Regions from separate parts of the Xenopus tropicalis genome. Here region 1 is linked to region 2. The links are chromatin contacts, called in public Hi-C maps. All regions are on one chromosome and are shown on one strand. Each heading gives the region's core, a stretch centred on a gene start, on an enhancer-like site or on the middle of the called end of the contact. The rest is flanking DNA. Distances are from core to core; before and after follow the strand shown.

The links. A called contact is a pair of places that touch in the nucleus more often than the background predicts.
Region 1: a Hi-C map of neurula embryo shows a contact between it and region 2, with 2.2 times the contacts expected there. The contact joins the enhancer-like site here to the promoter of cstf3 in region 2. A contact is called at or near these places in 2 of 5 Hi-C or Micro-C datasets (brain and neurula embryo).

The regions. Positions count from the first base shown.
Region 1 is chr4:18,477,923-18,484,134 of UCB_Xtro_10.0, forward strand. hipk3 (homeodomain interacting protein kinase 3) reads left to right here. Exons shown (of 16, transcript NM_001079256.1): 3 at 3,816-3,939; 4 at 5,181-5,300; 5 at 5,786-5,872. Among named protein-coding and RNA genes, the nearest start is that of tcp11l1, 39 kb to the right of the region's middle. Within about 2 kb of position 2,724, at least 2 of the 11 cell types and tissues checked have an H3K27ac peak or open chromatin away from gene starts, as enhancers often do. A contact at or near this core is called in neurula embryo, where this site is marked.
Region 2 is chr4:18,403,344-18,409,550 of UCB_Xtro_10.0, forward strand. cstf3 (cleavage stimulation factor, 3' pre-RNA, subunit 3) reads right to left here and starts at 2,446. Exons shown (of 21, transcript NM_203831.1): 1 at 2,322-2,446. The coding sequence starts at 2,351. It overlaps LOC116410301 (a long non-coding RNA gene), which reads left to right and starts at 2,516. Exons shown (of 4, transcript XR_004222258.1): 1 at 2,516-2,653; 2 at 2,791-2,902.

The sequences.
Region 1 (6,212 bases), core at 1,474-3,973, 75 kb after region 2:
CACAGGTAGGGGTGTATGGCGATATTTTCCGCTTGGCGAAAATATACACTATGGAGCAAATTTATTAAAGTACGACAGGTACAAAGTACATAAAATTCATATTTGGTCGTACTGTTCATATTTTCTGTGACTTTCTCGTACTTTGCGGCAAAATCGTATTGCCGCGCCGAGTATGAAAGTTTTGGATTCATTCAAGCTTCGGTATCCTGATTTCCTTTGGCCAGGTTGGAGCTGCAGAGTGCCATTGAGCCCTATGGGAGGCTTTCCTTGGGCCAGGGTTGGAGCTGCAGAGTGCCATTGAGCCCTATGGGAGACTTTCCTTGGGCCGGGTTGGAGCTGCAGAGTGCCATTGAGCCCTATGGGAGACTTTCCTTGGGCCGGGTTGGAGCTGCAGAGTGCCATTGAGCCCTATGGGAGACTTTCCTTGGGCCGGGTTGGAGCTGCAGAGTGCCATTGAGCCCTATGGGAGACTTTCCTTGGGCCGGGTTGGAGCTGCAGAGTGCCATTGAGCCCTATGGGAGGCTTTCCTTGGGCCGGGTTGGAGCTGCAGAGTGCCATTGAGTCCTATGGGTGGCTTCCAAAATCATGAACAGAAGGATCAAAGTCAGAAAGGTTTTCTCGACGTTTACGATCGTTTGATACGAAAATTTTGTGACTTTCGGATCGCCAATACAATATTATTGTGACTATTACGATTTTTTTGGAAGCATTTTCATGATATTTTCGATCATCAGAAATGGAAATATCTTATCTAATCCGAATTTTTCCCATTTTGGGATTCAAACTCGTACTTTGATGAATCAGCCCCTATGTGTGGCATCAGCCTGAGACGCAGTTTTGAGAGCACCTCGGCACGCGAACCAGCTGATTTCATCTTATTGTGCCTGGTTGTACAGCATGAGCATTTAGATCAATGGTTTACCTTCATTTTGTTCCGTTGCATATTTTCAGATGCAATATGCAGCATCCAGCTTTTACCAAAATATAAAAATGCATGCTGAATAGAAAAAGACATTTAGCTTTAAACAAAATTAATTTACAGAACCATTTATTCTCATGAATTTATTAAATTAACAATACCCATGTATCGCATGGCAGCGCGATCTCCTAAGTTGCCTCTCGAGGCAACTTCGGTTATTTCCGCAAATCGCAGCGCCGCGTATGCCATCCCACCACCGGTCATATAGGGGAGATTAGTCGCCCACAACAAGGGAGATTTGTCACAGGCGACTAATCTCCCCGTGTGCCAGAGCCCTAAAGGTGGCCATATACGAGCAGATCCGCTCGCTTGGCGATGTCGCCAAGCGAGCGGATCTTCCCCCGATATCCCCACCTACGGGTGGGCGATATCTGGGACCATTTAGGTAAAAAAAATAATAATCCGATCGTTTGGCCCTGGGGGGCCGATCTGCTCTCCCCATACACGGGCTGATTAGCTGCCGAATCGGTCCAAGGGACCGATATCGGCAGCTATAGTCGGCCCGTGTATGGCCACCTTAAGAGGACACTATGATAGCCTACCTCTGACTCACAGGGACCATTTACCCACCTCCCCATACGTCATTCAACCCCCTCCCTTACCTTGTTTAATGCTGAGTTGATGACTTCTGGGATTTAATGACACTTTGCTATCCAGCAAATCAGTCCAGCTCCCTCCATTGAAGGCAAAAGGACTTCTAGGCCAGGGAGGGGTTAAATGACTCTGCCAGCCTAAGGGGGGTGGGGAAATGGTCCTTGTGAGTCAGAGGTATATTATCATGGTGGTATTTGTGCCGCAATGTACTTCCCATGGATAGAGTAGATAGGTAGGAGCCAGTTCAGGATAGAGTGTTTTCTGCTAAATCCAAATTCCCAAGTTATAGCTGGTGTTCTGATACAGAGCGAGGCATGTTAAATTGTAAATCATAATTATGCTGTGTGTGGGTGTTAAATTGGGTTAAACTGGTGCACAGCCAGGGAGCGTAGCACACGCCCTGAACCGACTGGTTGTCACAAGCATTGGTAGCCCAGCGTTGCCCTGGCAAGTACAAGCTTGTGTTTGATTGCTTTGGCCTGCCAGCCGGGAAGATGGACCTTGAACAGCAGCAACACAGGCTTACACCGAGCAAACTCCCCTTATCTGAGTCCTTGCAGTTAAAAAGTGACGTAGAAATGCCAAATCTGTACGGATTCCTCAGGGCTGCAGGCGTTGCAAGGCCTTTATTGCATTGGTCTGTTATTGTTATTTATTTATTTTTTAAACCTTACATGTTTCTCTAAAAATCCATTGGAAAGTGTTGACTTGCCCACACACAAATTGAATAGTAACAAGTGAATCTGTCCCATTTCTCTTTTGGAAATGGTGAGAATTCACAAAACACACTGAAGTCAAATGGGTGTTTTTTCGTGGCAGCTTTTTCCATGGCGTCCAATTGTATTTATTATTTTTGTGGCTATTGGAGTTTATGGGTGGTTTTTCACAGGAGCCTCTCCCAGCCATACAGTGCAATGAAGGACAGAGGTATAGAAGCAGTGTATAGGGTGTAGAAGAGTGTATAGGGGCCCCAGCTACTATATGATCAGAGTGACAGCTGATTGGGTGTTAAAATTCTGTTGCCCTTAATTAGCATTGCTACAAAGACTTTATAACCGTCATTAAAAGCATCTAGGGAATTTTCAGCTGCTGTTTGTTGTTATTCTCTACCTAAACTTGCTTGCTGGTTGTCTCCGGCAGTGAATGGGTTACGTGGGCTGTTTGTCTGCTTCCTGACTCCCAGCTGCCATGTCCAGCTGTCTGGGCTCTATCACCTGTGCTGCCGTTCAGCTGTCGCTGGCACTCTCGGACCTGCACACAGCATACAAACGGGGAAATTCAATTCCTCGCAGGGGTCATCCCATAACCTTCCTGTAATAACAGAACTTTCTGCTGCCTGAAGGGCTCCTTTCTTTGTTAGTGAAATGTGAAAAAAAGCTATTGTAGCTCAAAGCTTCCTTTTAGGAACCCCCACCCCCCTCCAATTTCCCAGCGCCGCAGGGTTTGTGGGTTCACATTTCAAGCCAAATGGGCGGATTTTGTTATCAGGTTGGCTTTGGTTATTGCCACAGGCGAATGACTTGCGCAGGTGACCTAATGGCTAGGGTTACCGGGGGCAGCTTTAATTGGGCCACTAACACAAAGAATCCAAATAATCCAAATTCATTTCACTTGACAGTCGAGTGATTCAGTGCCCGCACATGTAAAAATATTTCCCTTGAAGAATTCATCCTACTTTTGTTCACTCTGCGGTGCCTGCAGCCATAGTTTTGTCCCCAAAAACTCCCTCATTTATCGGTTTTGTTTAATGAAACTTTAGATCATGGTTGCAGGCAGATGGCTTACTAACTGAGAGCAAAAACTAAACAAACTCATTTCTAAAAATGGAGCAGAATTTTCCACAACGTGTTTTACATTTTCACTTCCCCGTTTTATAGATGTACTAAGATCTTCAAGCAAGAAGTGCAACCTTTATTTGCTTCCCATGATGTTAAAGGGGTAGTTTGAATTTAAATTAACTCATAGTATGATGAAGACAGCGATATTTGATCTATATTTTTTATTTGTTGAGTTTTTTTAACTCAACATTAGGTTTCCGCTTTGGAATTGCAGCAGCTATCTGGTTGCTAAGGTCCATTTTACCCTAGCAACCAGGCAGTGGTTTGAATAAGAGACTGGAAGATGAATAGGAAAACTGTAAATGTGAATTACCTCTTTAAATGATTTTAAAGTCTTTTATCCCTTAATACCGTTGCTCTTTCATAGTTTATATATATATATCGGTTATGTTTTGTTGTTTCAGAGCTCCAGAGGTCATTTTGGGATTGCCATTTTGTGAAGCCATAGACATGTGGTCCCTGGGCTGTGTGATCGCAGAGTTGTTCCTGGGATGGCCGCTCTACCCGGGAGCACAGGAGTATGACCAAGTAAGTGTACAGCTCGGAGAATATGTCCGTCCAGTTATTTGAATGCCATTGGCTGAATTTAGAGAAAAAAAACATCAATTTGGAACCATTTGTGTATGCATTTAATGAAAGCCGAGATAAACAACGTTTCGGAATATAAATCTTTATATACGCCAGTTATATCTGCGTAACATGAGGGCTGTGGCCAAGCAGCACTAAGCGCTCAAAAGCGCCAATTATAGTATGCAGCAGAAGCATCCCTTTTCAAATACTATATGATAGATGAATAAGAAGCGCACTGGTAAAGTCTGCTTCCAACAAGGCAATGCTGTTTGAAAGGAAATGACTTCTGTATATATAAAGCTGTTGACTCCAAAGCTACTGGGTATCATTCCCTTTTAAAGCAGGCTTGGTGCACATATTGCTCTCTCCTGTGCTTTTGCCTTTATCTCTGAGCCCAGACACACAGTGGGCAGGATCACTCAGTGCTGGGTGGCACTGTCTGCTTACTCCAACGCAGACCATGATAACAGCTCTCATGTTTCCCACTGGATACATACCTCATAACTCAGTGCTTTACAAGCAAATGGACTGAAAAAGTAACAAATTTATTACTTTAATAGTTTAAACTTTAAAGGAAATGTAAATTGGTGTTAGTATAGTTAGTATATTTCACATTATTTTTTTGTTTTACTTTTCAGGATATTACCAGTTTTTTTTTACCCTACTAGTATAATAAATGTAACCCCTCTGATATAATGAATTTAAAGCAACAACACCACTTGCTGTTATTCTGACTGGACACACTGGTCAGTAGGAAAAATGAGGTTAGTGAAAGTTGTTCTGCTTTGAAGTGGCTAAAGAAAAATCAGACTCTTCTCACTAATTTCATTTTCAGCATCAACAGGCCTTTTCATTTGCTTCCATTTTCTGCCAACGGTGTCCATTGGACTTAAATAGCAAGTGGTGCTGTTCTTTCAAAATGATAATATGAGCAGTGTAAAAACTAATCGCTTGACATGAAAGAAGTAACTGGCAGAAGTGCTCAGAAGAGCTGTTCTACATTGATTGTTCTGAGGGTTTACATATCTGGCCAGTGACCCACAGATCCACTACACCTGTACTTAGTATTCCTATGGCTATTGCTGCAGGACTGCGTGTAAAACATCTGTACATAGGTCAGATATTTATGGAGCCAGTACAGTGTTTAGAGAATGTTGAATACTGAATATATCTCTCTCTCTTTTTCTGTCCTTTTCCAGATCAGATATATTTCACAGACACAAGGGTTACCTGGGGATTCGCTAATAAATGCGGGTACAAAAACATCCAGATTCTTTTGTCGCGAGCCGGATGCCCCATACCCCAGCTGGAGGTTAAAAGTAAGTTCCTGCTAGCTGTTCCTTCATGCCCATCTCTGTCTTTGTGCACATCTGTTACATTTACTGTTGCAGCTAGGAGGTAAGTACATTCTACATTTAGACAGCTTTCCTGTTGTTAAAATGTGTTCCCTGGGAAAAGAGACAAAGACTGTTCTCAGAGAATAGTCTATGGTAATTTCTATGGATATGACACATGCTGCTGACACATTTTCATGTTGGGAGCAGGCAGACGCTTGTGTGTGCGAGCCATAATTACAGCAAGGCCCATTTCTCTCTCAGGTGTAGAAAAATGTAAAGTTGGTGAGAACTTTTATTGTTTATTGAAAGATGCTAGCTTTCAGGACTGCTTAGTTCTCTTCCCCAGGCATGTATTGTCCGCAATACAGTGTGCTGCAATATTGCGAAAGTAATGTTAAATGAGCGTATCGATATAGTTTAGTGTAAACATTATACATTGCATTACACATTCTTTTCTTTTCCATAAGACATTGGAAGAGCACGAAGCAGAAACAGGAATTAAGTCAAAAGAAACTAGGAAGTATATTTTCAACAACTTGGATGAAATAGTGCACGTAAGTATTGCATAGTTTATCTGGTTTTATCATCAGTCTTTTCGGTTTTATTGTGTGTATGGGTGCTCATTTTTTTTTTTTTTTACTTAAATATGTTCACAGCAATTAAAGTACAGGCGTGGGATCTGTTATCCGGAAACCCATTATTCAGAAAGCTTAGAATTACGAGAAGGCCATCTCCCATTTGATTTTAATCAAATAATTCAAATTTTAAAAAGTCTTTTCCTCTGTAATAATAAAACTGTACCTTGTATTTAAGTAATCCTTACTGGAGGCAAAACAGTCCTATTGGGTTTAATTGAAGTTATTTTTAGCAGACTTAAGGTATGGACATCCAGAT
Region 2 (6,207 bases), core at 1,196-3,695:
ACAAAAAATGAGGTGTTAGTACCACACTTTGCCCAAAATATGTAAGCTCATATGCCACGTCAAGGCCCCTCATTGTACGCGAGTCCTTCACTGTCTAATGACATTGAGTCTGTAATGCAATTAAAATAAAGTCCCCCAGCAAACAATGTGACTGAGTAGTAAGACCCTGTTGCACTGCTTCCTTGTGAATCAGCAGGGTATGATTATGCTACACAAGGACCATGAATAGCCTTTAAATAAAATCCTTATTAATGTTGCTTAGTGGGGTCATTTCTCTCACATGACCCTCTGAAATGTGTATTTTAATAGAATACCCTGCTGTAAAATGAGTGCATATAAGGAGTCACCACAGAGTTTAATGGCACTCTGCGCTCATTTACAAAGGGGTGTAGATTACCTCTTATAATACATGAGTAATACTCAGAGTTCCCTGTATAACTCAGCCTGCAGCCTTGTGCCATATTATTGTCACAGAACCCCTCAGTGACTACTAATATCCTTATCATTTACACTAGGGGGTACATTATCCCTTATAATAGATGAGTGATACTCAGAGTTCCCTGTATAACTCAGCCTGCAGCCTTGTGCCTTTATATGGGCACAGAACCCCTCAGTGACTGCTAATATCCTTATCATTTACAGTAGGGGGTACATTATCCCTTATAATACATGAGTGATACTCAGAGTTCCCTGTATAACTCAGCCTGCAGCCTTGTGCCTTTATATGGGCACAGAACACCTCAGTGACTTCTAATATCCTTATGTTTAATAGAGGGTACATTACTCACTATATAATTGTTGGTACAGGTATCGGACCCCTTATCCGGAAACCCGTTATCCAGAAAGCTCCGAATTACGGAAAGCCCGTCTCACATAGACTCCATTATAAGCAAATAATTCAGAATTTTAAAACTGATTTCCTTTTTTTATGTAAAAATAAAAAACAGAACCTTGTAATTGATCCCAACTAAGACATAAATAATCCTTATTGGATGCAAAACAATCCTATTGGGTTTAATTAATGTTTTATTAATTTTTTAGTAGACTTAAGGTATGGAGATCCAAATTATGGAAAGACCCGTTATCCGGAATACCCTTGGTCCCGAGCATTCTGGATAATGGGTCTTATACCTGTACTAGTATGCTCAGGCAGCAGGGTTTGCAGACTTCCACAGTCTGCCATATAAAAGTGCCCAATTCACACAAAGGGTTCAGTTGTTAAATGTCTGTTGCATTCTTAACCCAAAATAATCAATTTGTACCAGACTGTTAAACCTTGGCCCTTAGGTGGCACAAATACAGGCATTAAAACAGCCAGTTTAGGTTGGAGTGCCCAAGTGTCTATGTGACACTTCACCTCAGTTCTGCCTCAGAACACTTGTTTGACAGAATGGCAACACCAACTAGTTGCAGTTATCCCCAACTGTACATACAGGGATTCTTTGTTATGTGTGCCTTTGCCTGCATAGCAGCACCCTCCCTCTCCCACAGGTCCGCACATGAACTGCCATCTCACCCCCAAACCCCATCCTGCATTGCTAATAAATTAATTTATAAGTATGATGCAGACTAATCCGGCTGTAGTGCAGCTATGCAGCATAAAGCAATTCTGGTTTAAAAGTGGCAAGGTGGCTACACAATCAGTAGTGCCACAGGGTGGCTTGGTAGGAGCTAAATAGGGAGTGTCTTCCCTGGTCTGCAGTTTGTGTGGGATTTGCAGTGCAGACATTATATTGCAGAGGTATAGCAAAGTGGCATGACAGGAAAAATATACAAATATAAGGTGTATAGGATAGTATAGGTGGAGCCATATATATGAGGCAAGATTATGGCTGCAGAATAGAATGTAAGACAGGGTGTGTAGAAGGAAAGAGGGTGCCCTGGGGCAGGCTGGAGCTGTGATACAGTGTGTAGTTAGGCAAGATGGTGTCAGGGGAAGGGGCTATGGGACAGGGTGTGTAGTAAGGAAAGAGGGTGCCCTGGGGCAGGCTGGAGCTGTGATACAGTGTGTAGTTAGGCAAGATGGTGTCAGGGGAAGGGGCTATGGGACAGGGTGTGTAGTAAGGAAAGAGGGTGCCACCTACAATCCATACAATAGTTGTGCAACCTTCCGCCTCCAGTACAACTGTGAAATGTGGGAGTTGCAGTTTCAGAAGACCTGGATACACAGGCAGGAATAATAGCGCCTAGTGCCAGAGCAGCCTTGCCCCTTTTTCCATCACAACATAGAAAGCGCTGTTCCCATTCCCACATGCCCTTGGTGTGAGGCCTTTCCCCTCCCTCAGGAACCCCCAGTCCGGCCTCCACACCCCGCCACTCACTTGCTCAGCCGGGACTTCTCCAGTCGCCATCATCCTCTCCCTTCTACAGCACAAATCCACCCGGTGCCGTCACTGCTGCCTCCCGCTGTACCGCACACACCTCCCCGCCTGCCTGTGGAGAGCAGCCGCCTGCAGCACTGCCTGACAAAATGGCGGCAGGAAAAATCCCAGGGACTGCGGCGCTAGGAGCGGAATGAGCAGATTCCCAACAGCGCCACCGCCTGCCTGCAACCGGAACTTACACTGTGGGAGGACTAATGAGCCAGCCCTGCGCCTAGTTATATGGGAGTGGCGCCGCTCAATAGGCGCTGGTTTGTATTGTTGTTGCTGAGGTAAAGTTGAAAACCTATGCTGCTGTTGCTATGGGATTTTCTGTCGGTGTCCCAGCAGGGGTGGACTGGCCTATAACCAAATTATGAGTAAAAGTCCAAATATTTGAAATTATTGTTATATTTCTGTGTATACACAGGTGTGTCCCACATCTCCGGGTCCCGGACAGCCTTCTAAGAGCTTGAGTGACAATTACAAATGAATAAAATCTACACAAAAATACCTCAGATTCATGCATGGTTATGAGAGAGGTAAGGCAGCTCTATACTCTCCATGTTCTAATGATTAAACACATAGATATCAGCCACCATCCAGAGGTTTTTGGTTATGCTTGTCACCCTATTATGCTTCGCCCCCCACTGGGGGTATAAATACCGGGCGACTAATCTCCCCGCAATGCCATCCCAGCGGCTAGAATGTAAATTGCCAGTGGAATGGCGTACACGGCGCCGCAATTTGCCAAAGTTGCCTTGAGAGGAAACTTTGGGCGACTTCGGCAAATCGCAGCGCCGCGTATGCCATCCCACTGGCAATTTACAACCCATGGCAACGAAGATTTGTTGCGCAGCGACTATTCTCCCCGTGTGTCACTGCCCTAAGGGCTCCGGCACATGGGGAGATTAGTCACCCGCAACAAATCTCCCTGTTCGCGGGCAACTAATCTCCCCGAGTTGCCATCAGTTGCCATCCCACCGGCGAAAATGTAAGTCGCCGGTGGGATGGCACACGCGGCGGCACGATTTCGGCAAATCACCAAAAAAACCTCGCTTGGCAACTTCAGCGATTTGCCGAAATCGCCTGCACAGCGTGTACCATCCCACCGGCGACTTACATGTTTGCCGGATGGTAGTTCGGGGAGATTAGTCGCCCATGACAAGGGAAATTTGTCGCGGGCGACTAATCTCCCCGTGTGCCAGAGCCCTAAGGGTGAAGGCACATGGAGCTACTAGTAGCAGCTACTTCTCGTGGCTACTAAAACAGACAATGCTGTTACTGATAATTGTCTCTACGTGTGTTTTAGCAGAGGCAATTCTCAGTATTGTCTATGGCAGGGAATTTTCTGGAGTTTAGTAGCCATGAAAAAGTAGCTGCTACAAGTAGCTCAGTGTGTCTTCACCCTAATTCAACAATCTAAAACTAACATTCAGACTGAAACTGTAGGATTATAGTATAAAATTAAATAAATTACCAGTAAATAACAAATATAATGATGTTTTGGACATTAATAATTGCCAGACAACAATCGTATAAAAGTTATGTCCCGGAAATAGAATGTAGGGCACCCATGGATATCGTCAGATAGGCAATACATGCACAAATATTATCATTATCTAACAGACATTTTCCAACCTGTCTGATCAACTAAATGACCGCCATGGTATGAAAATTGTCAGGACAATAATCCAGAGCCCACACCTGATCTGAAAATCGTACAAAACTTTTGTGTGATTATATTGGTGCGTGTATGGCCAGCTCTAAAGAGCAAGGGTTTATATTTTCATTTAGAAGAACCCCTCTCTGAGGTATAAGCAGGTAGGTGCATAAGTAGGGCTTTGGGAATTTTTATTTTTACAAGTAGGCCCATTCTAATTGGCTAAGGCAGTGATCCCCAACCAGTGGCTAGTGAGCAACATGTTGCTCACCAACCACTTGGATGCCAATCTTATCCCTTATTTGGCTCCTCCATAAACGTTTATGGTGCTTGTGTTGCTCTCCAAGTCTTTTTACATTTGACTGTGGCTCACAAGCAAGAAAGGTTGGGGACCCCTGGGCTAAGGGGTCAGGATGTCAATGTATAAACTTCCTTCGCTACAGATCCCTATGGGAAAATATTGTGACCCCCAAAGGACTGCCTAATGCCTTTTTTCCCCTTAACCCACTAGGCAGGTGTAAATAGATGTGTGACCCCTTGCTTTTTTGCTTGCTTTTGCACCCACTATTGCATTTTGGGGAAGGAGCTCATAAGCACTATTTCTTCTGCGTCCCTCCATGTCTGCACAAGGTTTATGTGTACTGATATTTCGGGACTAAAAGAAATGGAATAACAACAAGAAGGTAAGTGAAATTCTCTTTTTCATCTGGATCCCTCCATGTCAGTACACATAAACCCTGTACCGACCTGTCGGGACTAGAAGAAATGGAATTTACAACGAGAAGGTAAGTGAAATTCTCTTTTTTTTGGCTAGAACGTGCACCCCACTAACCATCATTAGCAGTTAGCATCAGCATGGGTTGTTCTGAAAGAAGGAATAATGTGCCATTCTATATAATCTGCAGAAATAGCCATTCAAAAAATGGTATGAACAGAATGGGGCTGATTACATGACTTATTAAAGAGGATCTCCCTCAAAAACTGTTTTTTTTTCCTAATGAAAGAAAATGTCATATTATGCAGCTTCCCAGTATACATTTCTTACAGTTGTGAATGGAATTGATAGCAGTATCTGTCTGTAGATCTTTCATGCGACCATCGCAGGATTTCTACCTCCTTCTGCCGATTCAGCCCTGAAGGCAGATTTTGCTCAGGCGCCTTCTATGGCGCCCAATCAAAATTTTTTAACCCGCCCGATCGGCGAGTCGACCGATATCAGCAGCCTCCTGCGATATCGGTTGACTCGCCGACTTGCCATACACACACCAAATATCTTACGAAACAAGGTTTCGTACGATATTATCGGTGCGTGTATGGCCAGCTTTAGTATTCTCTGCCCTTGCAGTCAGTCTGGTTCTGTCTTCTGATATAACACAACAGAGGCCAGCTAATTAACAGGATCGAGAAGTTAAGCTACATTGTTTCAAGAGTGAGAACCAAAGCACAGAAAAAGGGATAAACAAATACTTATTTGCACTCCAGTGGTTTCAAACCATTTAAAAATGTTAATAATTGTCATTTGGAAACTTGCATAGAATTCCAACTTCTTTCATTATGTAAAAGCAGTTTTTGGGTCGGGTTCCCCTTTAAAGAACACAATTCTATATGTAATTTTCATGCATAAGCAAATGACATTATTTAATACACCCACTAGATGGCAGTCAAGCCAAGTTTAGATATTAAAGCAAACGCTAAAATGCTTGCGTGGGGTGATGGACATGTATTAAACCGCCAGGCGGGTGCTGGATTTTGCTGAAGCTTGTACCTTGTCAGTTTTCTTTCTGCTGTCAGTCTTCTCTGTTATTAACCCCTAGCAACCAGATAACATTACATTCCTACCCTTACCACTGGCTCAACTAGATGGATAGTGTCTGTCACTGTATTTGGAGGTCTTGCCCATTAACATCCCCATTTGCCACCTGTACCCGGGTATGCAGTGTTTGCCTGTATATTTCAACATTCTCTGCTTCTGGGGAAGAGCTTGGACAACTCCCAGCGCCTGATTAATTCACTCTGTCTCTAAGTCCATTCACGCACTGCCCCAGCACTGGCTGGTACCACCAGGGGTGAGAAAAGGAAGGAGATTTAACTGTTTGATTACACTTCCCTATCAAGGCACAGAAATCCAAACAATGCAGCAACAGCCATCAGGCTCGCTTGTTTCTGTTAAATAGCTGGCTCCTT